Linked DNA regions of Sus scrofa: regions 1 and 3 are each linked to region 2. Evidence: chromatin contacts called from public Hi-C data. All regions are on one chromosome and are shown on one strand. The core of a region is the stretch at or near the end of the contact, and the rest is flanking DNA. Distances in the headings are between cores, read along the strand shown.

Region 1 (2,700 bases), core at 102-2,601, 580 kb after region 2:
GTTAAGGATCCGGCATTGCCAGAAGCTCAAGTGAAGTTTGCAGACACAGCTTGGTTGTGGCTGTGGCTATGGCATAGGCCAGCGGCTGCAGCTCTGATTCGACCCTTAGACTGGGAACTTCTATAGGTGCAGCCCTAAAAATAATAAAAAAAAAATAAAATAAGTCACTATGGGGACATTGTCATTTTTTGTTTTGCTAAGCTGTGTTGAAGTCATTCACTCGTTCACTTGGCTCAGAGGTTTGTACATCTATCGCCCAGGGTGCCTTGATTTCAAGGGTGTGATTTGTCTTTGAAAGACTTACCACAGAAGAATGTGTTCAGATATTTATCCAGGGCTATGGTTTCCTTGCCTTCTCTTGCTCCATCTGAGGATTTAAGATCCTGAGTTTCTCTGGCCTGTCATAAACTTCTATAGTGAAAACTAGATTTATTAATTGGGCACATTTGCTTCAAACCTATTCAATCTAGATAACAATTTAGTTTAGTGTGATTTTTCCACTTAGTAAGAATATTTTTTTAGGACTCTATTTGATAGCTTTAACAATCCTAGACAGAATAGCTGGAGATGAAAGATAATAACAACTAGATTTTTGAAAGAAGAAAGAGCAGCATATGAATTGGGTAGTAGAATGAACCCAGCAATAATTAAAACACATAGTAGGTGATTTCATAGGACCTAAGAATCCAGTAAGTTCTTAAATAGAAGTACAAATCTTAGATGTGAAGCATAATTTTAAAAAATGATGATTTAAATTCATGCAAGACATTATATGGTGACATTTTAGGTTATTATAGGGAATTATAAAGCTTCTGGCATGAGGAAGAGTGGGCTGGGTGGACCTGTTACCTACAAAGGGACGTGAATCAGGCTGACACCAGACTTCTCAGCAGCAGCAATGGATGCAGCAGAAAATAGAGCAGTATTTTCAAAAGTCAGGGAGGCAGTTAACTTTGAATCTGGATTGCTATATCCAATAAAGTTTAATTCAAACATAAGGGTAAAAATGCATAGATTTTCTGATAGGCAAAATTTGCCATGTGCAGATCCCTTGAAAAGAATTATGAGCAAGGGAAAAAAATAAGTCCAAGAAGAAGCAGGATAAGAGAAACAACTGTGAACAAAGAAATCATGAAAAACCTTATTTTGATGTTTAAAAATTAATTTTCTAACTAAAATACTTCAGCTGATTCCAAATGTAGTGTGCTTGGGCTATAAAAGGGAGGCAAATGGAATTTATAGCATGCTAAGATTCCTGTCTTGTTATACAGAGAGTATATATAGCAATTATCTCTAAAATTGTTCTGAATGATTCATGTTCAAGTGTGTTTATCAAAAGCATAAAGTAACAATTATAAAAATAGATCTAGAGTACATTCCCCAAACCACTAAATATTCAGGTCAGGGAGAACAGAGCAGAAGAACTTCAGTCAATTCAGGAGAAGTCAGAGAAGAAACAAAAAATGAGGAAATAACCAGAAAAGGCGGCACATAGAAAATGAATTAACTCACTCATAGTGTTCTAATTACTAAAATACGTGGGCACTTATGTCTAATACTATGAATGAGTTAATGTCACTTGTTAAAAAACAGTAATTCTCTGATTGAGAGAGAAAACCACATCCATCTCTGTACCATTTGCCACAGGGACCCTAAATCACAATAATGCAAGAATGCTGCTGACGAAGGTATGTAATTGTCCCCACAGATCAGAGTGTATTTAGGGCAGGGGCAGAGGGTAGGACCAGATACAGATTATGGAGGCTCTTCAGGGAGGAAAAGAAACTTGAAATCCATCCTGAATGGAAATAAGCCATAGTGTGAAGATTTTGGGAACTTCATGAGATTTACATTGGAGAAACTTTACTATGGCATTTGGGAACATTTAGGGCAGTGGTGGAGAATAAGTAGGAGCCCTTCAAGGAATTCATGCATGCAATGATGAGGAGTTAGACCATGTCATAGCAGTGGAGGTGGAGAAAAGATTGTAGGTATTATTGCCTTTAAGAAGATAGACTTGAAACAACCTAAATGTCCATCAATAGACAAATGGATTTAAAAGATGTGGTATATATATACAATGAAATACTACTCAGCTGTAAAAAAAAGAATGAAATAATGCCATTTGCAGCAACATGGATGCAACTAGAGATTATCATACTAACTGAAGTTAGTTAGCAAGAGAAAGACAAATACCATATGAAATCCCTTATATGTGAAATCTAAATATGGCACAGATCAACCTATCTACAAGGTTCTGTAGACTCACAGACATAGAGAACAGACTTGCGGTTGCCAAGGGGTCGGGGGGGGGGCAGGGAGAGGGGTAGACTGGGAGTTTGGGGTTAGTAGATGCAAACTATTATATTTAGAAAGAAAAAGTAATGAGGTCCTACTATCTAGCATGGGGAAGTACAACCAAATCTCCTGGGTCTTGGTCTACCATGATGGAAAAGAATATAAAAGAGAAATGTATAATATATGCACAACTGAGTCACTTAGCTGTACAGCAAAAATTGGCACAACATTGTAAATCAACTATACCTTAATAAAAATTATTGAAAGAAGAGAGACACAATAAGACTTGGAGATGAGGGGGATGAGGGTTGTACCATTGTGGGAACACTCAGGGAAGAAGATACAGATAGAGGAGAGACAATGAACTTGGGCCTTGTTGCACTGGGGTATTCAGTGAGAAAT
Region 2 (3,011 bases), core at 480-2,979:
CTGCTGGGCTTCTCCTTGAGTGAGTGCTGTATTTCCATTAAGCTGGCAAAGCAGTAAAAATCATTTCTTTCTGAACAGGGGGCTTACACATTCATACTTTTGAAGGCATCTATAAAAAAATGGAAAGGGTGCAAAAGCATGAATCTCCCTCCATTCCAGACCCCAGCTTCCCACTTCCTCTTCCTGGAGGCAGTGATCCTGACCAGCTTCCCCACAGCATCTTGGATGCTCTGTGCACGTTAAAGCCTATGTGGCCATACATCTCCTCTTAAATGCAGAGCGCATTAGACAGCCAGCTCCAGCCCTTTCCTTTGACTCAAAAATATATATATAAAAAAAAGTCTTCGAGACTGTTTCGTATCTGTATGAGGTTGATCTGTCTCCAGCTGAGTAGTTAAAAGCCTGGCTCTGGGGACACTGCTCATGCTTGAATCAGGGTCCATCATTTACTAGCTGGCGACTGTGGGCAAATTGCTTAACCATTTTTTTTGCTCCACTCTCCTCATTTAAAAAACAAAGGTAATAATACTTATTTCATGAAGTCATCATGAGGATTCAAAAACAAAAACGCTCCACACAGGCCCTGGTATGCAGTAAATGCTCAATAAATGATAATTATCAAATCATCCCCTCATTGACTTTAATTCTGAAAAATCACAATGTAAACTTGACAACCCCCCTTACCACCCCCCCCGCGCCTTGTAGAGATGCCATGGCAAAGACACAGGTGCCAAGACCCCTCTTACTTACATCTTGGCTTTGCCACTTGCCAGCTTTGTGCTCGTGAAGAAGTGACTTTTCAACCTCTCTGAGCCTCTGTCTAACCCGTCTGCAGGATGTGAGTAACCATATAACCCCTGCAGGGGTGTTGGAGGGTCAGAGGAGATCCTGGCCACAAAGGCACTGGGAGCAGTGCCTGCCTGTGATACGGGTGACAGTACTACTGGTGACAAGGGCAGTCAGTAGCCTCTGAGCATCTACCATGTGCCTGCCATGAGACGTGTGTGGTCTCACCTGGGTCCCCAGGAACACCATTCTGTCCTTCTTTGAGCACCTGCCACTTACCTGGCACTGTTCTGTGTGTTCTGTGCTTCCCCCTGACACAGCTACTGTATTATCTCCATTTTAGTCAAAAGACTGAGGCTCAGAGAGGTTAGGTCACTTGCATAAGATCACACAGCTGATAAAAATCTGGTTTAGTGCATGTCTGTCTCCAGACCTGGAGCCTAATGGGCTACACCTTGTCACTCACTGGGGCTCAGAGGAGGCTGCTTCAGCACGCCCCCCTCCTCCTCTTCCCTCCCACCCCCTTTCCTCTCCCCTCCCATCCCCACCTCCTTCCTCCTCTTAATCCTTCTTTTCTCCTCTCCTTTGTTAATTTCTCTCTTCCCTTAAGTCCTCCTTCCCCTTTGCCAGGACTCTGGAGGTCTGGGTGCCCTCTGGGGGGCCATCAGAGAGAAATATAACAAGCAGCCCCCTCCCTTCAAGGGGCTGCCCTACCCCAGGGCTGCGGGAAAGGGTGTGTGTGTGTGTGTGTGTGTGTGTGTGTGTGTGTGTTCCTCCTGCATGTTTGCCTGCACATACGTGCTGCCTGGGGACACGGATCCGCTCGAATAGTTGTCGTTTATGTGCGATCCATGTCCGGAAAGGCGGCAAGTCCTTTACAATTGCTCTGCGGAGGCAGGAAGGACAGGAAGCAGGAGCAGGTGTGGTTGTGTGGGAGGCAGCTCCCCAGTCCCGACCGCCCTCCTCCAGGGCCCCGCCTGCGCAGCGGAGGGATCCCTGGTGCCCAAGCCCCTTCTCTGCCCACAGATGTGGCTGCCCAGTTGGCCCTGCCGGCCCAAGCCTCTGCCCACAGGCTGTGTGCCCGGGGCTGGAGGAGGCTGTGGACTCACCCACCTGCCTTTCCCCTGTGGCTTCCGAGCTCCGGATATTTCTGAGCTCCTTGGGCTTATCTGGAAATGGGGCTCATAAGATCTGAATTTGGGTGGATGAGGAGTGAGCTTGGGCTGGCTCAGCAGAGCCTGGGGAAGGGTTTCCTGTCGTGGGTTGAGAGGAATGTCTCAGGGTGGTGGGGGCTGGGGGTCCCTGGCAGGGTCCTTGCCGCCAGGCTCTCCGCTGGCCGCCAGGGCAGGTCCTGGCCACGCACCTCGCACATCTGGAAGCAGTTGTCTCCAGCTGCCGGGCGGGGCTCAGGCTGCGGTCAGGGCTGGCTGCCCGTGCTTTGGAGACCTCGGACCCTCAGACATCCCCTCGGAGCAGGGAGGGGAGACTGGGAGAGGGAAGGGAACGGGATACAGGGGGAGTCGGGGGCGAGGGCTGTCTTTTTGTTCTGAAGAACCTTTTGGCTTTTCCCAACACATCAGAAAATCTGGCCGGGAAACTGTTTTTCTTCTGGTCCCACCCATGTCTAAATCAGGCAAACCTGAGCACACATCTGTTTTTGTTTCTAAAGGAATCAAAGGGAGTCCAGGCCTGTACGGGGTCCTAAAAATACATGTTGAAAACTGCTCGTGTTCCACCCTCTCCCGTGAAAGTTTTGTTTCCATGACTTAAAAATTTCCAGCAAGTTGCCATCTCTGCTCTGACCTTCGGCGGCAGTGGGCCTTGTTAAATAGGCCGGAGTCTCCAAAATCGCTGGGGGGCTGGGGTTGAAATGGGTTGGTCTTTGGTCACAGGACATGGTGGAACCGTCTAGTTCTGCGTCCTCATCTTATAGCTGGAGAAACCACCCCAGAGAAAGTCCAACAGCCCGAATGGTCCCTGAAATGACACGATGTGGGAGGGCCCCTGCCCACCCCCAGAGGACAGACCGGAAAGCATCTTATTTGCCACCATGGAGCGTGTGTAGCCTGTGCAGAATGTGGAGACTTTATGGTGAGAGGCGTGGGGGCTGGCCGAGGGTGGGCCTGCCTCTGTACCCCAGGGTTGGGGTCTCCCAGCTCACTTTCCTGCTGAGTGTTGTGGGTGTCACTCGCCTGGGCCCTCAGCTCCCCATCTGAAAATTATAA
Region 3 (2,700 bases), core at 41-2,540, 510 kb after region 2:
CTGTTGGTCTTGTTCAAGTGCCCCATGGGTTTTACGTGTGGACCTGCGCTGAAATCCTGTCTGTCCCACTGGCTAACCGTGCCATCTTGGTTAAGTCTCCTCATCTCACCAAATCACCTTCCTTTCCATTATATAACTAGTGAAATGAAAGACACGTCACATTCCACCTCTGCCAGGATGTCTTCTCTACTAAAGGGAGTTATTACGAATAGTAAAATCCTAAAGAAATGATATGAAACTGACATCCATTCTGGTTTCCTTTCTGCAAAACTGAAAGGGAAACCCACTGTGGGGTGAAGGGTGAGCAAGAACCTGAACTGCTATTTCTCAAATGCCTTCCACATGTGTATCCTTGCTGCTGCCTGTACTTTGCTGTGGTTTGTAAGTAGGTGGCGGATACTCTTTTGGATTAGATCACTCAGAGGGGCCGCCTGAACTGGTTTGTCCTCCATGTGGTACAGAGTGAGAACAGGCACAGCAGTCACACGAAAGACAGGATTTGGAGTGAGAACAGGGTCTTTACTATGTGCATTGTTGTCGGAGACCACTGTGTCCAGCGCAACCATCAAAACCAGTAGTGAGTACGCCTTTTCTGTAAGGGCCAGAGGGTAAATATTTGAGACTTTGTGAGCCAGATGGTCTTGGTGGATGGTCTTGGTGGCAACCCCTCAGCTCTGCCATTGGAGCTCGAAAGCAGTCATAGTTGATACATAAAGGAATGGATACACATGGTTGCTTTCCAAGAGAACGTTGTTTACATAAGCAGAAGGTGGGCTCACGTGGGCCACAGGCCAAGCCTGTGGCCTAGTTCTCCAAGCCTCAATGTATGTATCTTCAACACGAGGACAACAGAGGTTCACAAAGATTAAAGAGTATAATGCAAATGAAGCATCGGAGCCCACAGCCTGACCTGTGAAAGATCTCCAAAAAGTTATTTCTTCCCATCTTTTTTCTCCCAAGTGCTTCTGTACAGTGAGGAGTTGGGAAAGAATGCACGCAAAGGTCCTTCCCAGCCCTGTGATTTTATGAAATTGCCCGTCAAAAAAAAAAAAAAAAAAAAAAAAAAAAAAAAGCAAGAAAGAGCGTGCCAGGGAGAAAAATTGTATGCGTGTTCTTTTTCTCTGCAAAATCTGACCACAAGAAGCATTAAATCAATCAGATGACAAAGCAGAATATGAAAAATTGAGTTGGTTTAGTCCCAAGTATGCAGGAGGCCTGTGCTATTGGGATCTGAAGCAGACAAGAAAAAAAAAAAGGGAAATGTTTTCTACACATTATGTGCTTTGGCTATTCTGTGACTCCCACATAATTCATCACTGGAAAACTTTGAGTGCAATAAACATTTCCCCTAGTTTAGTAGCTGCTCTGACCAAGAACAAAGTCATTAACAAAAATGCAGATAAATACAAGGCAAATAATGATATTCCCAATTGCTTCTGTGTCAACCAGCTCAGCCCATCAATCTTGCCTGACTGGTTAAGAAGGAACTGAGAGAATTTATAACCGGGGAAGATTTCTCTCTAAAGCATTTCCACCTCACAGACGAGGGCAAGGATGAATCATCCAGAAAGTCCCGGGAAACTGAATGAACGCTCTTCATCTTCAGAGCCTCCCCTCAGAGGCACTCTGTCTGGCACTGATGCACGGACACCCTGCCTTTCTGGGACCAGGGCTCCCCTCATGGGGCACTTTTTTTTCAGGCAAAGCTGAGGGCTGGATTTATAATTTTCAGAGCCCCCTCTCTGCATTCCTCGGAGAAGGTGTAGCCTCAGGAGCTCCTGGTGTGCCCATCCTGATTGGCAGGGGTGAGGGTAGAGGGCTCAGCAACTTTTCTCAATCCTTGGTCCTGATGCCAACACTCATTTAGAGTTAAGTTCTAGTTTTTCGGCCCGTTGCTCTGATTGCCTCTCTTCTGTATTCACTTCATTGACCTCGGTTTCACCTCCTCATGCAGTTTTTTTTTGGTTTTTTGGTCCTTTTTGGGCCACACCCGCAGCATACAGAAGTTCCCAGGCTAGGGGTCAAATTGGAGCTATAGCTGCCAACCTACACCACAGCCACAGCAACTGGGGATCTGAGCTGTGTCTGTGACCTACACCACAGCTCATGGCAATGCTGGATCCCTGACCCACTGAGCGAGGCCAGGGATCAAATCAGCATCCTCATGGATACTAGTCGGATTCCTTTCCACTGCACCACAGTGGGAACTCCCATTCTCATCTGCTTTTAAGGAGCAGTGTCTAGTCTTCTCCCCCCAGCACCCTCCTTTCTCCCAGTTGTCACATTTACCCTCTTGGTAGCAGAGACCAGCTACATCTCAGCGCCTCAATCATCTTTATCTGTCCAGGCATTGCCTCTAAAGTGCAGTCCTGTATTCAACTCCTCGCTGCTCTCACCTCCTGCCTGCCCACCAGACACATCAACTGTAACACATCTGCCACACCTTCTAACCCTGCTTCGCCCCTCCTGTGACTTTATAAGTAACCTCTTCTGGATTCAGTGGCCCAGATCAGATCCTGGGTTGTGCTGGGTGCTTCCCTTTCTCTCAGCCCTAATGTCTCCACAGTAGCCATGACCTAGAGATAAAAACATCCCACAAGTGTCACAAAAGCATGTCCTCCTGGTCTATGGGATCACAGTGCTAGTGAGGGGGCTTATTCAGAGAAATGCCTTATTTTGGTCTCCCTGCCTCTACCCTGC

The links. Hi-C and Micro-C count contacts between places; a contact is called where the count stands out from the background.
Region 1: a contact with region 2 is called in a Hi-C map of embryonic fibroblasts, with 2.2 times the contacts expected there. The contact joins two enhancer-like sites. A contact is called at or near these places in 2 of 47 Hi-C or Micro-C datasets (embryonic fibroblasts and epiblast stem cells).
Region 3: a contact with region 2 is called in a Hi-C map of embryonic fibroblasts, with 3 times the contacts expected there. The contact joins two enhancer-like sites. A contact is called at or near these places in 3 of 47 Hi-C or Micro-C datasets (embryonic fibroblasts and fetal heart ventricle).

The regions. Positions count from the first base shown.
Region 1 is chr6:26,449,217-26,451,916 of Sscrofa11.1, reverse strand. No RefSeq gene overlaps it. Among named protein-coding and RNA genes, the nearest start is that of CDH11, 580 kb to the right of the region's middle. Within about 2 kb of position 1,351, at least 1 of the 83 cell types and tissues checked has an H3K27ac peak or open chromatin away from gene starts, as enhancers often do. A contact at or near this core is called in embryonic fibroblasts, where this site is marked.
Region 2 is chr6:27,033,404-27,036,414 of Sscrofa11.1, reverse strand. No RefSeq gene overlaps it. Among named protein-coding and RNA genes, the nearest start is that of CDH5, 74 kb to the left of the region's middle. Within about 2 kb of position 1,729, at least 19 of the 83 cell types and tissues checked have an H3K27ac peak or open chromatin away from gene starts, as enhancers often do. A contact at or near this core is called in embryonic fibroblasts, where this site is marked.
Region 3 is chr6:26,521,226-26,523,925 of Sscrofa11.1, reverse strand. The region is part of intron 7 of LOC102162742 (a long non-coding RNA gene); the gene reads left to right. Among named protein-coding and RNA genes, the nearest start is that of CDH5, 590 kb to the left of the region's middle. Within about 2 kb of position 1,290, at least 5 of the 83 cell types and tissues checked have an H3K27ac peak or open chromatin away from gene starts, as enhancers often do. A contact at or near this core is called in embryonic fibroblasts, where this site is marked.